4 separate regions of the Mus musculus genome follow, and all the other regions are linked to region 1. A link is a contact called in public Hi-C data. All regions are on one chromosome and are shown on one strand. The core of a region is the stretch at or near the end of the contact, and the rest is flanking DNA. Distances in the headings are between cores, read along the strand shown.

Region 1 (2,802 bases), core at 198-2,697:
TGTTGCAGCCCTCTGAGTGCAGAAGGATGGATGATGCTGAAGGGGAGACTGAGGCAATTTCTGCTTCTAGAAAACACCATTTATTGCTCTCTTCTTTAGCACCCCCCTTTCTGTGTGTGTAAATGTGAGTGTGCCCCATAGCATGCACATGGACATGAGAGAATGGTTAACAGGAGTTAGCTTATTCCTTTGACTCTGTGAATTTCAGGGATCAGGCGCAGGGGGTCAGGTTTGGAGACAAGTACCTTTACCAGCAGAGCCATTTTGCTGGCCTTCTGTTGTGTACTATTTTATGGGGGAGGTGATTTTGACCTTAAGTCTTTTCTAATGGATATGTATACTGAGCCCAAGGAATGTACCAACCAATTTGAGACTCACATATTTTCAGTGTCTGCCAGGCTTGGCCTTCTTTGGCCCTCTGTATCCTAGGGCCAGGGTGTGGCTGACCAATGATTTAGGTCGAGACAGCTTGTTCAGGTAAGGAGGCTCCTTTGGGCCAGTTTACCATATGAAGAGTCTTGAAAGGAACCTGAGAATTCCAATTAGACTATAACTAATGAGCTGGAAACTTTGGGGAAATCACTGTGGGCAGTGAGGGGAGAGTGATCATCTTGGTTTTAATTAGCACAGGAAAAAGTTGTGGTCCAGCTGCCAGCCTGGAGAAGTGTCCAGAGGGAGGAAGTTTCTGTGTGCAACGATAGGGGGACTGGGGGTGGGGCGGGGGACAGGGGCTGCTGAACAATCCTGGACTCCTTCCCTTTAAAGGGGAGAAACGGGAGACCAGAAATGTAGAAAGGCAAGCCTGAATGCAGAGTACCCGTCATCCATTTGCCCTTCCCACACGAGTCTAAAGAACTAGGAAGCAGCCCTTTAAGAAACCTCCTTTTCTACCCAGTTTGTTCCACACCAACCACCAGGCTGCTGTCATCTTTGCTTAATAAGGAAACAACAAACAAACAAACAACAACAACCAACAAACCCACCTGCAGCTGTCAGAGGTCACAGACTACCAACAGACTTCCAGATGCCCCAGTTGTTCATCAGCAACTCACAACGTGGCATCTTGGAAACGAAAGAGTGAACTCTCTGTCAGCAGGTGTACTGTACTGGCTAGGGTCTTCCTTAGTCTCCAAGCCTTAGAATCTAGGGGCAATAAGTCCACTGAATCTAGCTGACAACCAGCCACTCCTCTCCCTATTAGGGGCCCCTTTGGGAAAACCGGCCTACCCCAGACACCTGGTGGTTTCCCCTTCTGGTACCCTGCTGAGCCTAGAGGGGCGCAACACCTGCAAAGTCCTACCTCTAGGCTGGTGGCGCTATACTCTACATCCTGGAAGATGGGGGGCCGCATGCCCCACCACTGCCAAATGACCTGCTGCCCCTACACAGCCCCAAGCCGAGGCGAGTTAGCCCGGTAAGCCTCCTCCCCTCCCGCTTCGGGCTGTTTGAGCCCGCGCCCGCTCCAGTTGCTGCAGCTGCCACTGCTGGCGGCTGCGGGGCGCGCGGGGCGCGCGCCGAAGAGGCTCGGGCTGCGAGAACGGGGACGAGGAGGAGCCCGAGGAGGCAAGGAGGAAGAAGCGAGCGGAGGCCGAGGAAGCTCAGGGTCACAGAGACCCGGCCCGAAGGGGTCCCGCAGAGCATCGGCTAGCTGGCCGCGGAGGCAGGGCAGACCGCCGCAACCAACCTGCCGCGGCCCCGCGAGCACAGGAGGCGGCGATCCAGGAGCGGAGCGCAGCCCCGGGGAGGAAGGGTGGCGCGGGCACGCCCGGTCGGGAGGGCGCGGATTCTCCGATCCTAAGGAGCTGTCGCCTCATCACCCGAGAGAGCTGTGCGGGGACGGGCGGGAGACCCCGGGCCCGGGCGCAGCGCACACGCGTGGCGCACGCCAGGCGGGCCGGGCGGCGCCGAGGGTACGCGGGATCGCGCTCACGGAGCTTCGGGAGGCACAGACCCCGGGCGCGGACCGCCCGCGGCGCCCCCTGGGCTCTCGGTGCTCCGCGCAGCCCCGGGGGCGATCGGGGCCGGGGTCGGGGAGTGGGAGCCACCCTCCCTCATCCCCTCCCCCCCCCGGGCCGGCCGGCAGCCCGGGGGAGGGCGGGCGGCGGCGCTTGGCTGTATATATCTCCGCACACCCTGCCAGGTCGCGCACAGCGCCCCGAGCCCAGGCGCCTCCCCGCCCCCCTCCCGGCGCTCCGCGGCGGCGGCGGCAGCGGCAGCAGTAGCAGCAACATGGCTGTTGATGGGTGTTCGGGGTGGCGCTGGCGGCGGGAGGAGCTCCCTCGAGCCCCTGCGCCTGCCGCCCATTGCTAGCTATGGCAAACGGTGGCGGCGGCGGCGGCGGCAGCAGCGGCGGCGGCGGCGGCGGCGGCGGAGGCAGCGGTCTTAGAATGAGCAGCAATATCCACGCGAACCATCTCAGCCTAGACGCGTCCTCCTCCTCCTCTTCCTCCTCCTCTTCTTCTTCTTCCTCCTCCTCTTCCTCCTCGTCCTCGGTCCACGAGCCCAAGATGGATGCGCTCATCATACCGGTGACCATGGAGGTGCCGTGCGACAGCCGGGGCCAACGCATGTGGTGGGCTTTCTTGGCCTCCTCCATGGTGACTTTCTTCGGGGGCCTCTTCATCATCTTGCTCTGGCGGACGCTCAAGTACCTGTGGACCGTTTGCTGCCACTGCGGGGGCAAGACGAAGGTAACGCGCGCCCCGGGCGCCCGCCCCTGCGCCATCCCAGCCGTTTCTCGGCGTCCCCCGCAGCCCACCTCTTAGCTCCGCACTGTGTCTTGCCTCCTGCTGTCCCTGCCAG
Region 2 (2,802 bases), core at 103-2,602, 470 kb after region 1:
AAGTGACTCAATTAGGTGTTGAATTCTCCCCTGGAAATAGAGAGCAGCACATGCCTCTCCTCTCTCTGCCATAGGCTACCTGCTCTCCCTACTACTTGCTTCTCTTCAATATCAGATCACGTCTTAGGGGGCTCGAAAGGGAGAGACAGGGGAATGGGCTGCTCTGCTTTGATTTTCCATTGAGAAATTTGCCTGGAGCAAGGTTTAGTGGTAACATAGCTGATGAGACAGGGTAAGCCTCAAACTTCTGTTTTTTCAGTTGGCAATTCCATTCTCTGTCAGAGAACTTCGCTTGATATGAGGTGAAGCACAGAGTGACTCATTGAGATGTCTGGAAAAGGCTTGAAGGTCAGGAGTTAGCACAAGCAGCCTTGTGCTTGGGAGTGCTAGCTTCATACCACAGCATCCAGAGCCCTGGAGCTAACCGTATCAGGTCACAAAGTGGGCGGATATGGCCAATTCGTATGTTCTCTGAGAACATTCTAGATGTGAGCCATTTCAATTGTGTCTAGGCAAGTGGCAGAGTGACTGGGTCCCAGAGGGAGTGACAGACTTTTGGCATATCTGCACTCAGGCTGTCAGCTTCCCTCCTTAAGATTCTGCTCCTCTCTTCATCTCTTTTGGGTTTGTTCTCTGGAGGTCTTCTCAAGGATTGTATCTGAGATGGATTAGAACTCTCTTCCACAAAGTTCCTGAAAACTCTGGCAGGCTTCTCTGTTGGCTGATGTTGATGTTGGCTGAATTCCACTGGATTATTTAGTAAAGGAAGTCCTTGGTGGACACCTTGGTCTCCCATGTCAGTAGCTGTGGGGAGATTGGTCGTTAGGAAGTGATGATGGGCAAACTACAGGGTAAGGGAAAAGAGGATCCCTGAGGCTTCCTATAGTGTGTTCCCAAGCTACTTAGATGAGGCCTGCCACTTGTAGCTGTGATTCCCAGGCAAGCTATCTACACCCCCTAATGCTCGGTTTCCTCAATAGTGAGTGACAGTGGTGTTCTCACCTACCACCTGCATTAGCAGAAAGAGTGAAGAGGGGGAGGACGCAAGCAAATACTTAGTACATCAAAAAGCCCCAGCAGTCCTCAGGGACCACAAATGGTGGGTGATCCTGGCGAGGACCAAGATGCCCAGGATGGACAGTCTGCTGTTTTGCTGGCATATGGTTTCCAACCCCGAGGATGTCATCCCACACACCTCAAAAGGCTAGTTTCACCCACAACTTTGGAAGTGTTTACTCATTCTTGTCCTGAACTGTCAGAATCAATGCCAGGCAAACCGGGAACTTGGATTCCTCTCTTCAGTTATATAAATACAAGCAGAGAAAGCTCCATTCCTCATGCTCCACCCAGGAAACATGATCGCAGCCTTTGTTAGGAGGCCTCCCTTACGAATTCCCCAGGCTGAGCAACAACAGCCTCCATCCTGCCCTTTTAGCGGTATGCTCAGGATCCAAAAGCTAGCAGCCATCAATGCCACTGACATGACACTGTGGCTGTGCAGTAATAGATCTGAAAGTGGCTGAAATGGCCACATTTCCATCTCCAACTGTGGGGCCTACTGAACTAAACTTGTCAGTTTCCCAGTTCCCCCAGATGATCTTGAAGGATCCTATGAGAAATTAGTCAGTATACATCAAACATCAGCATGATGGTGTGTGGGTGCACTGCGTACATACTGTGAAAGTCTCAGATGTCACCATTGTTAACCTTCTAAGCCATTAGAAAGTAGATAATATATTACCCAAGAGAAAGAAATAGGCAGAAAGAGGGCAGTGTTACCATAGATGGATTACCCAAAGAGAAGGATTAGCTTCTGCGGGGGTTGTGTCTTAGGGTTTCTGTTGCTGTGAAGAGATATTCTGACGGCAGTAACCCTTATAGAGGAAAACATTTAATTGGGGCTGCCTTAAAGTTCAGACGTTCAGTCCATTATCATCATGGTGGGAAGCATGGCAGCCTGCGGGCAGATGTGGTGCTGGTGAATGGGCTGAGAGTTGTACGTCTTGATCCACAGGCAGTAGAAGTGACTGTGTACCACACTGGGCATAGCTGGAGCATATGAGATCTCAAAGCTCACCCCTACAGCGGCACACTTTCTCCAACAAAACCACACCCACTTCAACAAGGCCACACCTCCTAATAGTGCTTCCTCTGGGCCAAGCATTCAAACACATGAATGTATGGGGGCCATACCTATTCAAAGCACCACAGGCTGCATAGGGCCGGGAATGGGAGAACAGGAGGTGGGAGACAGAGTTCTTTTCTGCAAGATGAACGTGATGGAAACACCATTAAATATAACTTCAGGACAACTGGCATTTAAATTGGGATTGTATGCTAGATCGCATTGCTGAATTCAGTTCGTTTTCTGATATACAGATGTGTCCAGATTCTACTGCATGGTGTCTGCTCTTCGGAGCAGAATGCCGCGGTGATTAGAGGTTGGGCGGTGATGTCCACAACACAATGGCTCAAACAAAACAAATACAACCAGAAAGAATTATCACACTGAAGAAAATAAGACATACTTGCAGAGATGATGAAGTCATGGGGAAATGTCAATTTAGGTGAAGGATACACAAATTTTATTTACTCTTCTCTCTGGTTTCTTTTTAATATATATTTGAAGGGTTTTGTTTTAGACAAGTTAAGTTTTAGCAACGTTTGAGGGGTTAATGTAGGGTCTGGCTGTGATTTTCCTACAGACTCTGTTGAGAGCCTCATTCCTGACCAATGTTTCTCCCCTGAGTCAAATTTCCTTATGATGACAGCAGCCTGCTTCTGCCCCAGAAGGGAGACTGT
Region 3 (2,802 bases), core at 127-2,626, 400 kb after region 1:
TTGTCAGTTGGTCTCTGTCCTTTAAGTACTATTGTCAGTGATGATTCTGAGGACATACGTAAGTCATAGCTCCTCCATATGCCTAAGTTTGACCACATGCATCATACCTACCACTGTAGGCATGTGTCTGTCTGTATAGATATCCCTGTTCAAAGTATAGAGGCAGGCCTCTCTCGAATGCTTTTCTACTGTCATTTAAACACTGCTTTTGTAGTAGCCTCTTGGTAAGGTAACTTCTTTCAGAAGACAAAAAGCCATGTGCTTTCCTTTCTTTGTGACAGTTAAGACCACAGAAATAGACCTGGATGGCCATTGTGGCTCAGAGAACTACTTTGTTGGTATTATGAGCCTGTCTCTAAAAAACTTTGACAGTGCAAGGCTCTGAAGAAAGCCATTCCTCAAGGTGGCCTTAGCTGTCCTGAAGCAGAGAATTTCACCTTAGGACTTGCATAGGTTAGCGTTAAAGAGATGGATCAGAGGTCGATAGTACTGGATGCTCTTGTAGAGGACCTGGGTTTTGGTTCCTAGAATCTACATGGCTCACAACTCTCTGTAACTCCAGTTCTGGGATCTGATGCCTTCTTCTCATCTTCTTAGGTATCTGGCTTGTGCCTGGTATATGTGCATCCATCCATCCATGCATCCATCCATCCATGCATGCATACATACATACATACATACATACATACAAACATACATACTTGCAGGCAAACATTTATACACATAAAAAAATATAAAAATTACTTCTTTCTTCTGGGATTTAATTTGATAAACTAGCCATTCCCCTACATTTGAGTTTCTGTCGGCTTCCTGCTATCTCTAGGATGAAGACCAGGCACATTAATGTGCACACAGGTGCTTCACTATCTTCTGTCTACCCTCGGTTCTTGCCAGTTATTCAAGCCAGTAGGCTCTGCAACAGTGTGAGGCTCTGTGCCCTATTGTATACCCAAATCTCTGCCCACACTCAGTTCTCCACTCCTGTGCCCCAACCCACCTTCTCTCTCAGATCAGTGTCTGTTCATTACTTAAAATCCATCTCAACTCACTCAGAGATGGTCCTTTCATCCCAAAAACCTCTGCTTATTACTTAGGTTGGAGTCTTAGAGATCACAGTAGGTATTGCGGACATAGCATCACCAAAGCTGGCCATGATCACAGCATTTAACATTTACTATTTTATCTCTCTCAACATCTCAAATGAGTTGTATTTACATGTAAGTGAGGATTTTAAAGTGCAGAGAGATTCATAGCTTGTCTATAGCCAGAAAAATGTATTTAGTGCAACTTCGAAACAAGTCACTCTTGAATGGTGTATTGTTCTGGAGTAGCAACTGTGTGTCATTGAATGTCGTGTCCTTCCAACAAGTGGAGTGCCCGCCACTAAAGAATGCTGGAGATATCTGTTGAATGAGTAGGCTGCTTTGTCCAGTCTGGCTATATTTATCTTTATGTTCTGGGGTGGAACTCAGGTCTCAGAGGGTGTTCTGCTCTCAGTGAGACTGACAGGTGGATACTACGTCCTGTTTGTTCACAGTGTGTCCAAGTCTTTATCACGGCTGTCATCACGATCTGCGCAAGCTATGAGCACCAGGAGAGCATATTAAAAGGAGTCATTTACCAACACTATATTCCTCACTCTCCTTCCAGCTGGAGAGAGCTATGGGAAAGGATTGCATTGCCAGGATTACAGTACATACCTCTATGAGCAGTATTCAGTATCTTTGAGATCATGGAAGGCAGGCAGGAAAAAAAAAAAGAAGAAGAAGAAGAAAGAAAGAAAGAAAGAAAGAAAGAAAGGAAGGAAGGAAGGAAGGAAGGAAGGAAGGAAGGAAGGAAGGAAGGAAAGAAGGAAAGAAGGAAGGAAGGAAGGGAGAGAGAGAGAGAGAGAGAGAGAGAAAGAAAGAAAGAAAGAAAGAAAGAAAGAAAGAAAGAAAGAAAGAAAGAAAGAAAGACAGTACTCTTTAGTAGCTGCTATGTCATTGACACTGGAGTGGAGCTTAATCCCTTCCTCAATCAGTGCTGTCTTCCTCCTTCAAAACAAACAAACAAACAAACAAACAAAACAAACAAACACAAAATCTTTTAAAAGCTTGCCTTGAAAATGATCTCCATAAACCCACATTTAAAAAAAAGGAGCTGGTATTGTGTGTTTATAATCCCAGTATGGGGGTGGGGGGCAGGCAGAGCCCGGTGCTCACTGGCCTCCACAGCAAAGAATGCACAGGTGTGTACAAACAGAGACAGAGAGAGACAGAGACAGAGAGACAGGAAGAAGAAACTGAACGTTTCAAGTGTTTACTCATTTGCTGCTTCGTCACATTTAATTAAAGAATATATCAAGGCATGTCACCTTTATGGAAGGTTCCTTCACTGAGTATGGTATAAGAAAAAGAATAGCTTTATTGTGAGTGGATTAAAGTTACAGGGCATAGGTGGCTTTTAGGGGTGATTTTGCCTTTCAAAAGCTTTGGATTCTCAACACATTCTGCCTGGAGATTCCCAGTGAATTCGGAAACGTTGGCACTTAACTGTCTCTTATGTATCAGCCCTGCTTTTGAAATAAACCATCCCAACAGGAAATCATGGTGTGTATCTTTATGTCACCAACACCTTGCTCCTCCCAAACATTCAAAACTTCTAAGCAATTATGGCAGAAGATGTCATGAGGTTATTTGTGAAATCACATCAAAAGTCCCTGAGTAAAAATACACGCATATGAAGGGCTGGCCAAGGAGACCATCTCACCAGACTAAGAGTCAGCCTGTGCTCCCCTCCCTGTCTTCTCTCCCCTCCTGGGCT
Region 4 (2,802 bases), core at 124-2,623, 340 kb after region 1:
AACAGGAAGGAGCATCCTTGTTCAGAGCATGGTCACTTGGACTGGTATAAAGGAGTCAGGACCCTTTCTATTTACTTATGGGCTCTGGAAACTGTCTGTAAGCCATGATGAAACATTCTCCATCAGACTGCAGGATATGGTAGCCATAGCAACATGGGCCCGTTGAGCACTTGAAATATGCTACAGCAACTGAGTTGTTTTTATTTGACTTTAATTCAAACACAGTCCTGAAAATGAAAGTAATACAAACTATGCTTCCTGTTAGTGTCATTTGGGCAAAGCTACTTTTCATGTGACGGGACAATTATTATGAGGTAGAATAACACAGTTAAAGTGTAGTAGAGTATTGGATACATGAGTGATTTCTAGTATCTCCTTAGATTTTAATATTATTGCTAAAATAAAATATTTTTAGTGTATTAGGTTAAATTAAAAGTATTTTGAGAATGAATATTATCTTGATTTTGTTTAGAATTTATTTTATCTTTAAGTGTGTGTGTGTGTGCGCACATGTAGGAATGTCATTTGAGTAATGGTAACAACTGAGGCCAGAAGAGGATGCCAGAGCCTTTGGATCTAGAGTTACAGGTGGTTATGAACTATCAGATGTCAGTGCTTGGAACTCAAGTTCAATTCTCTAGGAGAGCATTTTTATACGTTAACCATGGAACCATCTCCCTAGCCCTTATCTCTTGCTTTTTAGATGACAATTCAGGGCGATTACGATGACTTGAATTCTATTTCTGTTGGAAGTTCATCCGTATAGCCCTGGGAAAGGGGTTGAGTCGAGAGGGAATCCCCACTGTTTTGATGCCGTTGAGCTGACCTTTTATGAACCTGTTCTCAGTGGACCACTGTGTTCCCACTGAGCTTACTCTGGTTTCTGATTCTAGAACCAGCAGGTGTTGTTACTGCTTGGGCTTTCCAGATAGAATGCCAAAAGAGAGTTCTGTGGAAAGTCTAAGGCATTACATGTGATGTATGTTTTGCTCCAGACAATCTGGAGCTGGCCACAGTCTTTTAGACCCCCTCACGTACCTTTTCCTCTTGACAATTTCATGGCCATGCTTAATGCTTGCATGGCTGTTGGCAGGGAGCAGTTGTCCATCTATCATGATATTTGAAGACGGAGCATGGTCTTATTAGACTATGTATCTGGTTTCAGAGGTTCCCAGAAGCAAGAGATGACAGAACTGTGCTTGCTTGAAAGATCTCAGCAGTCAGGGAACAACAGCCTGCTCTAACAACTTGGGCTGCTGAAATCCAGGTGGCAGGAAATGGCCCACTCACTGCAAAGTTCTGACTCAGTCCCAACATTCACTTTGGTCTGAATCTCCAGGCCCAGATTGTCGTTGTCATGATGTCAAGGAACAGTGTGGGCATGTATATAGGGAAGCAAGGCTCGGCTTCTCATCATCTGAGCTAACTGGTAACATTGCTCCAACATCATGCTATAGAGACATTGAGAGCTGATCCTTTTGGACAGCCCAACCCAGTCTTGTGACTGACCCTGCTCCTGTTGGCTGCTGTGCGTGTATTCATGCCTTTTCCAAATGTGTAACCACGTATTGCAATTTCTTGGGTGAATTTTTTGGGTGGGTTTCTCCTCTCTCTTTTCCTTTTTACTTCTCTCATCCTCTTCCTATACCTCCTTCTCTTCCATTTCCTCCCCCTCCTCATCCTATTTTGTTTTTTTGAGACATCTCAGTTAGAACAGGCTAGCCTCCCTCTCACAGTGCAGCTGAGGCTGATCTTGAACTTTTGATCCTCTTGCTTCTACCTTCCAAGTTTTTCTAGCTAGGAAAATGCCAATGTGTGGTCCTGCCCTTAGAGACACTGACCAAATTCCTATGAGGTGAAAACCGGGTTTTACAAACCCTTAAGGTCTTTCGTTGAGGGTATGGTACCTCCGTATGCTCATCATACCTCCACAGCCTACTTGAAGGGATTGGAATACATGATTTTTTTCTGGGGGCAGGAGGGAATGTGTAAACATCTTTTCTATCTTTCTTTTGGGAAAAGCTTTCAGACCCCATGGTCCACAAAGCTAATGGCCCTTTTCCAGATTAATCACTGGCCACATAACGTTTCACTGGTGGAGCCAGGTATCTCTATGTGCCTGTACTCTAGTCTCTGAGCCCCAGGAGGGCAGTGGTTATGGTTCAAAGGTTCCCTGCTATTGAATTAAATATTTAAATAGATCCTGGTGGTACATAATGCTACCCACCCCAATGCTTTATGTTCCCAAATGAAAGACACACACACACACACACACACACACACACACACACACACACACACAACCTTTATATTTTGATATGCCTTAAGCAGCACAGTAGTTGGGCCACTTCCCAACCTCCACATGGTTAATCCACCTCCCTCTCATAATTCCAAGTTATCACTTACTACATTTAACATTCTGCCTTGGCTGCCTTGGACCCAGAGGGCTGCCCAACTGTGCCATGCTCTCCTGGCTCCACTCTTGTCAGGCATGGTGTCTCTCCTCTTCTTCTCCAGGCATGGCAGATCTCCTTCTTCCTCCTTCCTCTCTGTCCCAAGTCTGGGGATCCTAAAAGTCCCACCTCTGTCTGCCCTGACCAGCCATTGGCTGCCAGCATATTTATTTACCAATCACAACCAACTGAGGGGCAGGGTCCTTCTGTGTGAATTCTCTTGTGCAAACAATTTTGGGGACTCAAATTAATGTAAGAAAGCAAGCAGCAACACCCTGCTGAGTATGCAGGTCTAGTACCAAGCTGGGTGTACAGTCACTATGCAATAAATATATGTTTAATGAATAAA

Evidence for each region. Hi-C and Micro-C count contacts between places; a contact is called where the count stands out from the background.
Region 2: a Hi-C map of cerebral cortex shows a contact between it and region 1, with 2.3 times the contacts expected there. The contact joins the enhancer-like site here to the promoter of 4930519K11Rik in region 1. A contact is called at or near these places in 1 of 484 Hi-C or Micro-C datasets (cerebral cortex) and 9 of 115 datasets of contacts at active chromatin or transcription factors (SST interneurons, astrocytes, embryonic forebrain and 5 more).
Region 3: a Hi-C map of Sertoli cells shows a contact between it and region 1, with 4 times the contacts expected there. The contact joins the enhancer-like site here to the promoter of 4930519K11Rik in region 1. A contact is called at or near these places in 1 of 39 promoter capture datasets (neural stem cells), 7 of 484 Hi-C or Micro-C datasets (the N1E-115 cell line, Sertoli cells, cortical neurons and 4 more), 14 of 115 datasets of contacts at active chromatin or transcription factors (craniofacial prominence, embryonic basal ganglia, embryonic forebrain and 9 more) and 3 of 9 other capture datasets (adipose tissue, embryonic stem cells and liver).
Region 4: a Hi-C map of cortical neurons shows a contact between it and region 1, with 4 times the contacts expected there. The contact joins the enhancer-like site here to the promoter of 4930519K11Rik in region 1. A contact is called at or near these places in 1 of 39 promoter capture datasets (neural stem cells), 2 of 15 datasets of contacts at CTCF or cohesin (embryonic stem cells and stem cell-derived epiblast-like cells), 19 of 484 Hi-C or Micro-C datasets (the N1E-115 cell line, Sertoli cells, cortical neurons and 9 more), 20 of 115 datasets of contacts at active chromatin or transcription factors (the 230-238 cell line, SST interneurons, craniofacial prominence and 12 more) and 2 of 9 other capture datasets (embryonic stem cells and pancreatic islet).

Annotation. Positions count from the first base shown.
Region 1 is chr14:24,003,636-24,006,437 of GRCm38.p6, reverse strand. It overlaps 4930519K11Rik (RIKEN cDNA 4930519K11 gene), which reads right to left and starts at 1,447. Exons shown (of 3, transcript NR_131107.1): 1 at 1,301-1,447; 2 at 984-1,143; 3 at 601-757. It overlaps Kcnma1 (potassium large conductance calcium-activated channel, subfamily M, alpha member 1), which reads left to right and starts at 2,233. Exons shown (of 28, transcript NM_001253364.1): 1 at 2,233-2,690. The coding sequence starts at 2,313.
Region 2 is chr14:23,530,366-23,533,167 of GRCm38.p6, reverse strand. All of the region lies in intron 6 of Kcnma1 (potassium large conductance calcium-activated channel, subfamily M, alpha member 1), which reads left to right. Among named protein-coding and RNA genes, the nearest start is that of 5430425E15Rik, 21 kb to the right of the region's middle. Within about 2 kb of position 1,352, at least 9 of the 459 cell types and tissues checked have an H3K27ac peak or open chromatin away from gene starts, as enhancers often do. A contact at or near this core is called in cerebral cortex, where this site is marked.
Region 3 is chr14:23,604,580-23,607,381 of GRCm38.p6, reverse strand. All of the region lies in intron 3 of Kcnma1 (potassium large conductance calcium-activated channel, subfamily M, alpha member 1), which reads left to right. It overlaps Gm51422 (a long non-coding RNA gene), which reads left to right. Exons shown (of 2, transcript XR_003951126.1): 2 at 1-2,802. Among named protein-coding and RNA genes, the nearest start is that of Gm51422, 44 kb to the left of the region's middle. Within about 2 kb of position 1,376, at least 6 of the 459 cell types and tissues checked have an H3K27ac peak or open chromatin away from gene starts, as enhancers often do. A contact at or near this core is called in Sertoli cells, where this site is marked.
Region 4 is chr14:23,665,157-23,667,958 of GRCm38.p6, reverse strand. All of the region lies in intron 2 of Kcnma1 (potassium large conductance calcium-activated channel, subfamily M, alpha member 1), which reads left to right. Among named protein-coding and RNA genes, the nearest start is that of Gm51422, 16 kb to the right of the region's middle. Within about 2 kb of position 1,373, at least 3 of the 459 cell types and tissues checked have an H3K27ac peak or open chromatin away from gene starts, as enhancers often do. A contact at or near this core is called in cortical neurons, where this site is marked.